2 separate regions of the Mus musculus genome follow, and region 1 is linked to region 2. The links are chromatin contacts, called in public HiChIP or PLAC-seq maps. All regions are on one chromosome and are shown on one strand. The core of a region is the stretch at or near the end of the contact, and the rest is flanking DNA. Distances in the headings are between cores, read along the strand shown.

What was found. HiChIP or PLAC-seq counts read pairs in DNA pulled down with a chosen protein or histone mark.
Region 1: a contact with region 2 is called in an HNF4G HiChIP or PLAC-seq map of pancreatic cancer cells. The contact joins two enhancer-like sites. A contact is called at or near these places in 2 of 39 promoter capture datasets (liver and pre-B cells) and 1 of 115 datasets of contacts at active chromatin or transcription factors (pancreatic cancer cells).

Annotation. Positions count from the first base shown.
Region 1 is chr17:27,159,498-27,163,364 of GRCm38.p6, reverse strand. All of the region lies in intron 1 of Ip6k3 (inositol hexaphosphate kinase 3), which reads left to right. Among named protein-coding and RNA genes, the nearest start is that of Ip6k3, 6.3 kb to the left of the region's middle. Within about 2 kb of position 2,249, at least 49 of the 459 cell types and tissues checked have an H3K27ac peak or open chromatin away from gene starts, as enhancers often do. A contact at or near this core is called in pancreatic cancer cells, where this site is marked.
Region 2 is chr17:26,449,703-26,453,234 of GRCm38.p6, reverse strand. No RefSeq gene overlaps it. Among named protein-coding and RNA genes, the nearest start is that of Neurl1b, 37 kb to the right of the region's middle. Within about 2 kb of position 1,399, at least 57 of the 459 cell types and tissues checked have an H3K27ac peak or open chromatin away from gene starts, as enhancers often do. A contact at or near this core is called in pancreatic cancer cells, where this site is marked.

The sequences.
Region 1 (3,867 bases), core at 1,000-3,499, 710 kb before region 2:
TCAGGCATCACAAGCACGTTGAATGGTACTTGTCCCCAATTGGTGGCTCGGAGAGGCCTATGAAATGTACCTGAGAGCTTTGGAGACGAGAGGGCAGACCATAAACCACTCGGCGTTTGAATTGTGTGGCCCTGCTGTGCCTTGCTGCAGTCTCTTTCTTAATAATGTCCTTCCCAGAATGCCCTTCCCGCGAACACCTGAGGTTTTTCAGGATATGTTCTCTCTGAAGGCTTCTGTACCTCTGTAATTTGAGTGGGGACTGTCCCCTCCCAGGCTCTTCTCTGAGGCCCAGCAAGCTTGTGTGTGTGTGTTGTGTGTGTTGTGTGTGTTGTCTGTGTGTGTGCGTGCATACAACACTCACACACACATGCTAAAGGTTGATGTAAAATGTCTTCCACAGTTATCTCTCCACCTTATTTTTTTATTTAAAATTATGAGTATGTCTCCAAACAAAAGACAAAAAAAATTAAGTATGTAGGTTTTACATGTATGTACCATGTATGTGTATATGTGTACTATGTATGTCCCTGATACCAGCAAAGTTCAGATCATCTGTTGATACCAGCAAAGTTCAGATCATCTGATCCTCAGAACCAGAGATATCGATTGTTGGAAGCCATCAGATAGGAGCTGGGAGCCGACCCCCAGTCCTCTACAAGAGCAACAAGTGCCCCTAACCACTGAACTCTCCTTCCAGCTTCTATTTCTTCATTTTTGAGACAGAATCTCTCTACAGCCCTGGCTGACCTAAAACTCGCTCTGTAGAACTAGAATTCACTGTGGCCTTGATCCACTGCCTCCACCTGCTCTGTGTTGGCACTAAAGGTGTGTGCTACGGTGCCTAGCAGCTACCTTATTTTTTGAGACAAGATCTCTCATGGGATCTCCAATTTGGCTAAGCCCCAGGAGCCCCCCCTGTCTCTGTGTCCTGGGGCTGGGGTTACAGGGGTGTACCACTGTAGCACATCTGTCCTTCCCATGGGGCTGGGGTTACAGGGGTGTACCACTGTAGCACATCTGTCCTTCCCATGGGGCTGGGGTTACAGGGGTGTACCACTGTAGCACATCTGTCCTTCCCATGGGGCTGGGGTTACAGGGGTGTACCACTGTAGCACATCTGTCCTTCCCATGGGGCTGGGGTTACAGGGGTGTACCACTGTAGCACATCTGTCCTTCCCATGGGGCTGGGGTTACAGGGGTGTACCACTGTAGCACATCTGTCCTTCCCATGGGGCTGGGGTTACAGGGGTGTACCACTGTAGCACATCTGTCCTTCTCATGGGTGCTGAGATCTAAAGTCAGATGCTCAAGCTTCTACAGCAAACACTTCAGTCACTGAGCCTTCCTGCCTCCCCCTTCCTCCGACCTGCCCCCCAGCAGGGCAGGCTGGGCTCCCCGTCCCCAGCCTCCCCGATTGTCCACCAGACTCAGCACACACACATAAACACACACACACACACACACACACACACACACACACACACACACACACACCACTCTAGTCACCTACTCCTGCCCTGTCTACTGCCTCTCTTTACATACCTGCCCTGAGCAGGTCTTCTTCAATCTCTCCGAGGCTAAGCCAGCCTCTCCCCTGCTCTTGGTCACTTCTTAGGCACCTTAACCTCAGCCCAATGCAGAACTCCCCAGCCCTTCCATAAGGACCCTGGTTACTAACTATGCAAATCAGTAGGATTCACTGTGGTATCCCGGTGTGTGCAGGTGGAGGACATGATTCATGCCCACCCTTTCTGGTCCCAGCCATTGCTCTTGTACTTTCCAGTCAACCTTTTAGGTTTCCATATGAGAGAACATGCTGTCTATTCGTGGTTCTGGGACTTGAACCCAGATCTCTGCTCTTATCATTCCTGGGCTATACCCCCTCCTCTATCCCAAAGGACTCATTTTTCAGCATAATTTCCCCCCTACCAGTAAGCCTACAGTACTTTTTTGACTATTAGAATTTGTTGATTGAGAGGGGGAAAAAAGAGAGAGAGAGAGAACAAAACTCTAGGAATCCCATAAATGTCTTTGAATGAATTCATGCACCGGTTATTACAATGCTCATACATGCTTGTGAAATGGCCGCTCCCCCTCCTTTCAGAACAGGGAGTATTCCCCAACCTAACAGAGCCAGGCTGGCTGCCACTCAGGCCTCAAAACTTCAGGAAAGGGCTTGTCCCGATGTGGCCTTACTCACTACTGGCCCTACAGCCGCACCCCAGAGGCCCAAGTTAGCCTGAGGCTTCTGGAGTGCAGCCCAGTGCTACTTCATTGAGGACATGACCCTGCCACAGGGCAGGAGGGGCCAGGGATGGGGCCTCCTGTGCACTTGCTGGGGCAAGGGACAGCCCTTTGCCGAGCCCCTTCTTGCTAAAAGCATTTCCACAACTGCTAGGGGTGTGAGGAAGAGGTGTGGGCTAGAAAAACCTAAGCAGGTAAAGGTCTCCTGTAAATGTGTCAGAATGGGGTGTCCCTTCAGGCAGGTGCCTCACTGGAGAGTCACCCATGCACTGACTGATGCCCATGTGGAGGAGTCTTGTGTGTGTACACTGTCCCCTGAACCTCGTGACAAGGCCACAGCAGTGGACAGTAGAACAAACTCTATCACCAGCTCAGCCTCAGCCTCTGTGAGCTGTGGTTGAGGGAGGGGAGATTGTGCCTCCTGACAAATCTGAGGAAGGACTCACAGGAAGAAGGGTAGGGACTTTGGGTCTGCTCAGAAGGCCCAGACAGGTAGGGCTGTTGATCTGGGACTTCTAGGAGAAGGGCTGGAGAATGGAAGCCACCGCCACCTCCACCTCCACCTCAGACCCACAGGGTCGTGGGCCACCATACAAAAAGGAGTGAAAGGAAAACAAACCTCAGACACCTCGGGCCAGTACAGAAAGCCACGGTCCCACATCTGAGCCCATTCTGCATCTGATCCATCCTCCCCAACTGCCTCACGACTGCAGACTGTGCATCCCAGGAACACAGAGACCCTCAGAGGCCTAAAACATAAAGCCTGCAAGAGCAAGTGCCTCAGTTGACCCAGCCATCAAGCCCAGTGTTCTTAAGGAAAGGCACTAGATCTCTGCCCTCAACCCCAGATTCAAGGATGGAGCTCTGCTCCAAAGTGCAGGATCTACTCTGGGAATGAACTCCCAGAGTAGGTGTAGCCAGGCCTGAGCATCTCACCTCTGAGAGGACAGGAAAGAAGGGCCAGGCTCTAGTCATCAGCAGGAAGGAAAGAGTCTCTACTGATGGGGACACTCTCCTCACATGGTGCTGGCAGCCTGGCCAGAAGCTCTTCACAGCCCCTTGTGGTTCTCCCCGTTCTTTTTCGTTTTCCTTTTTCTTTGTTGTTGGTTTTTCGAAACAGGGTTTCTCTGTGTAGCCCTGGCTGTCCTGGAACTCACTCTGTAGACCAGGCTGGCCTCGAACTCAGAAATCCGCCTGCCTCTGCCTCCCAAGTGCTGGGATTAAAGGTGAGTGCCACCACTGTCTGGCCTTCCCCTCTTTCCGAGCACCCCACCAGGACAGACACATTCACTCAGTGAGGTGCAGGGACCATCTAACATTGGGGGGACAGTAAAGCTTGTGTCTTAAAGGTAGGTTACTCTGACCAAATCCCAGTCTCTCTTTGGGGCTGTTTCCTGACTTTTAAGGTAGATAACAGACATCTGACGATAACCATCCTAGCCTCCTAGCAAGCTGGGAGCTACTGAGTGCAGACAAGCCTGGCAGGTCTTGGTTCAAATCTCGGTCCTTCTCATACCAGCTGGTGCACACAGGAAACCCTCTTGACCTTTCTGTTTCCTAAGCCAGAAAATGGACTGACAGCTCAATGACCTCATAGGGTCGTCGTAAAGGCTAGAAATTCCA
Region 2 (3,532 bases), core at 150-2,649:
ATTTAGCACTCCTAATATGCTGTCTTATGTCTGTGTTCCCATTGCCTCTCTTTAAGGTTCCTGGCATAGGTAGGCTGGGTGAATTAAAGTGAGCCTGAGACCAGTGACCTGAGGCAAGGACCAGGTGCATGACCCACCTCCTGGTCCTTCAGGGTGTGGTAATCCTGGGATCCTATCGGGGTCTGAGCTTCTCCAGTAGGCTCCCACCACCGTGCCAGGCCATCCAAAAACAGCCTCCAAGTCACCCTGATATCCCCACATCCTGAAAACACCAACCTGCAAAGCCAACTACTGGGTTTTCACTTTCCTGATTGCTGGGTGTCACCTGGAGGGTGACACCTGGAGGGTGCTGGGTGGGGTGGAAGTGTTGATCTGGATTTGATCAGAGAGCCAGCTGCCTATGTGAGTTGGAGGGGCGCCACATTTCATCATGTCCACTAGAGGGAGATGATGTTTCATCTTCCAAAAAGCCACAGTTGCCTCTCTTCAAAAAGCTGAAACCCCTTCCAACTTCAGCTTTATGGCTTTCCAGAGGCCTAAGTGTGGGCTGTCCCTGAGCAGGGGCCCTTGTGTCAATTCAGGGAGGAAACCTGCTTAAGAGCCGTCAGGGAATGGCTTCTGAGGACATCTTGGGGAAGAGCCTGATGAGGCAGGAGAATGCCAAATTGGACTGTTGCCCCAGACCCAGTGGTGCACCCACCTGCTGACCTGTCTGCTCCTTGGCCGGGCAGCCCCTTTCTGCTGGTGGGACTCAGGACAGTATCCCTGCTGGCCAAAAGCTGCCTGCCTCTAGTGCCTGGCTTTTCTGAAACCTTAGAAGAGGCTCACCTAAGCCTCGGCCTCTGTATCACCGCCACAGTAGCTAAAGCAATGCCCCTGTGAAAAGGTGTCTCTATTTTTCAGGGCACAGCCAAAGGGGGCCTGTGTGGAGGTGAGATTGGCACAGAGAAGGAGGAGTCTGAGAGGGAGCAGGGGGAGTGTCTGAAGGATTCCCTTTTAGCAACTTCTGACGTCTATCCTGTGCTGGCTCATGAGACCTTCCCCTCGGCTCATTTCCATCCCCCTGAAGTGGGCTGGCTGTCCCTGGGAGCAGTGCAGAGGCTGGAAGCAATGACTGGGTTTCAGGCAGCTCCACTGCCTTTGCTGGGGAAGGCCTGGCCTTTCCCACGCCTCCCCTGGAATTCGAGACTGCTCCTGGGAGTTGAGCAAAAGTGTGACTTTCCCTCCAGAGTCAGAAGGTTAGCCTCCCAGGCCTGGACCAGCATTCTTGACCAGGAACCAAAACAAACAAGGGGACGGGGCCAGAGCAGGCTCAGAAGCAGGCCTGGTAAGCCCCTGTCTCAGCACCCTGGTTTCATTCTTTGTGGGAAGGAGGTGCGCTAAATTTAGAGACCGGTTTGGTGGAGGTGGGACAGAACTCAATAGCTCCACCACGTGGTGGTAGACTGCAGGGAGCAGAGCTGTGTATAGCCCAGCAGGTTGTCACTGGGGGAACAAACAACTGCCTAGTCCTCTTTATCCAAAAAGAGACACCTAACACCCCAAGGGGGCAAATGCAAGCATTGTGTTGCAAGCACCTTCCTTCTGGCCTGCAGCATCCATGTGCCCTCCATGTTCCTGTCTGCAGCTCACTGCTTCCACCTGGGGCCATTGTGAAGTATTTGAGGGTTACTCAGCTAGAGCCCTGCCCTACCACGACAGCAGATCTGACAAGCCAATTAACTTCACTGTGGCTACTGGCTGAGTAGCATATACATTGTGGACACTTGGAAGGATGTATGTACAGTGTAAGCCTGTGGGTCATTTATTACCAGAGTGTTCTGTGTAGTATTCAGACCAAGGTTGACTGTGGGTAAACCATAGAACGGATGGAAATCAGGATAAAATAGAGTCCTGTACTTAGCATTGACTATGTGGCATCACTGTGACCTAACCCACAAGGTGGGGGATGCCTCTCTTTCCTCAGAGATCCAACTAGGCTGAGAGGGAAGGGGTTTCACCCAGAAGCAGGTCTGGACCTGAATGTGTGTTCATGCTCTCTCATCCACCATGCTAGATCCCAGAGGCCCTGTGCTAGCTGACACCAAAAGCCCCAGGCAGTATGCCAACCTACTGGCGAGAAGATGGAGTTTAGGGAGGGGCCTCCCTTTCATAGATGGCTCCAGGGTGCTGTCACATGCAGAGTGATTTTTTTGAGATAGTGGAGAGGGTCTCACACAGGAGGTGGGTGGAGTAGTGTGTAGGCTCCAGGACTGCCAAGCAACTCCAGAGCTGATCTTGTGCTGCTCGGGCAGCTGAGGCTGCAGTAATAGGCCTTATGTACAGCCTCGGAAAAGATGCCTAGGCCTAGGCGGGCCACATCTGGGACAGCAGGCAGAAAAGGGGACCAGGGCTGGTACCTCCTCTCTGGATGTATTTAATAGTCAGGGTCAAGTTTTGTTTCCAGAACTGGATGCCCGGAATACTTGAGTTCTTCCCATCTTCATGTAGAAGTCAAAACAACTTCCAGAACCAGGCTGAACCTATAGGAAGCCTAGGTGAGACCCTGGTTCTGGGAGGGCACAATGGTACATCATCGTCCAGATATGGCCACTGCTTCTCTTTGCCCATCTGTGTTTCAAATTAATGAGTGGTCTTTTTCTTCTTTTTCTTCTCTTTCTTTTCTCCCTTCTCTTTCCCCACTCTCTTCACTTCCTTCCTTTCTACTGGAGATTTAGCCACAGGTCAGCTGGACTGCAGCAAAAGAGCCAGTCCATTCAAAGCCTGCCTCACCTGCAGGCCCTGCCCTCATCGAGCCTCCTCCTCCTCTGCTTCCCTACAGGGCCAGAACACCTGGGGAGGTGGGTGAAGGCTGTGATGAAATTCCTTGGAAGATTCATTTGCCTTGGTAAAATCACCAGGACTAGATGCTGGAGCAGAATGAAGAAGTCAGAGAAGAAAGCTTTCGGCTACACAGTAAGGTAGAGAACTCCTGTTTCTGGTCCTGCTTCTCTTTAGTGGCAGCAGGGCCTACTCCAGAGTTTTTGTGAGGACCGGTGGATGAAATGGAAGTCATTCACGTGTAGGAAGTGCTCACTAAATGACCCCTTATTGTTAGCTCTGTGTGCTACTCAGCGTGCAGAACCTCAAGAGCGAGGGAAAGAGAAATTTGTGTGCATGTAAGATGGCCAAACCCAGGGTTGGCTCAGAGTCTGTTTGCAGGAGTGGTGGGGGCTTTGCACACTCAAAGAGAAACTGGAGAAGGCAGGGACAAGTGTGCAAGACCAGGAGGGACACTGACGACTTCCTTGCATTGCTGTGATAAAGCCACTATGACCAAAAGCAATCTGGGGGAGGGAAAGATGACTTCATTTTATAACACAGTCCTTAATGAAGGGAAAGTGAGGCAGGAACTCAAGACAGAAACCTGGAGGGTGGAGCTGAGCTGGAGATGACAGAGACACACTGTTTATCGGTTTCCTCCCCTCGGCTTGCTCAGCCTTCTTTCTTCTATACTCCAGGGCCACCCATCTAGGGAGAGCACTGCTCACAG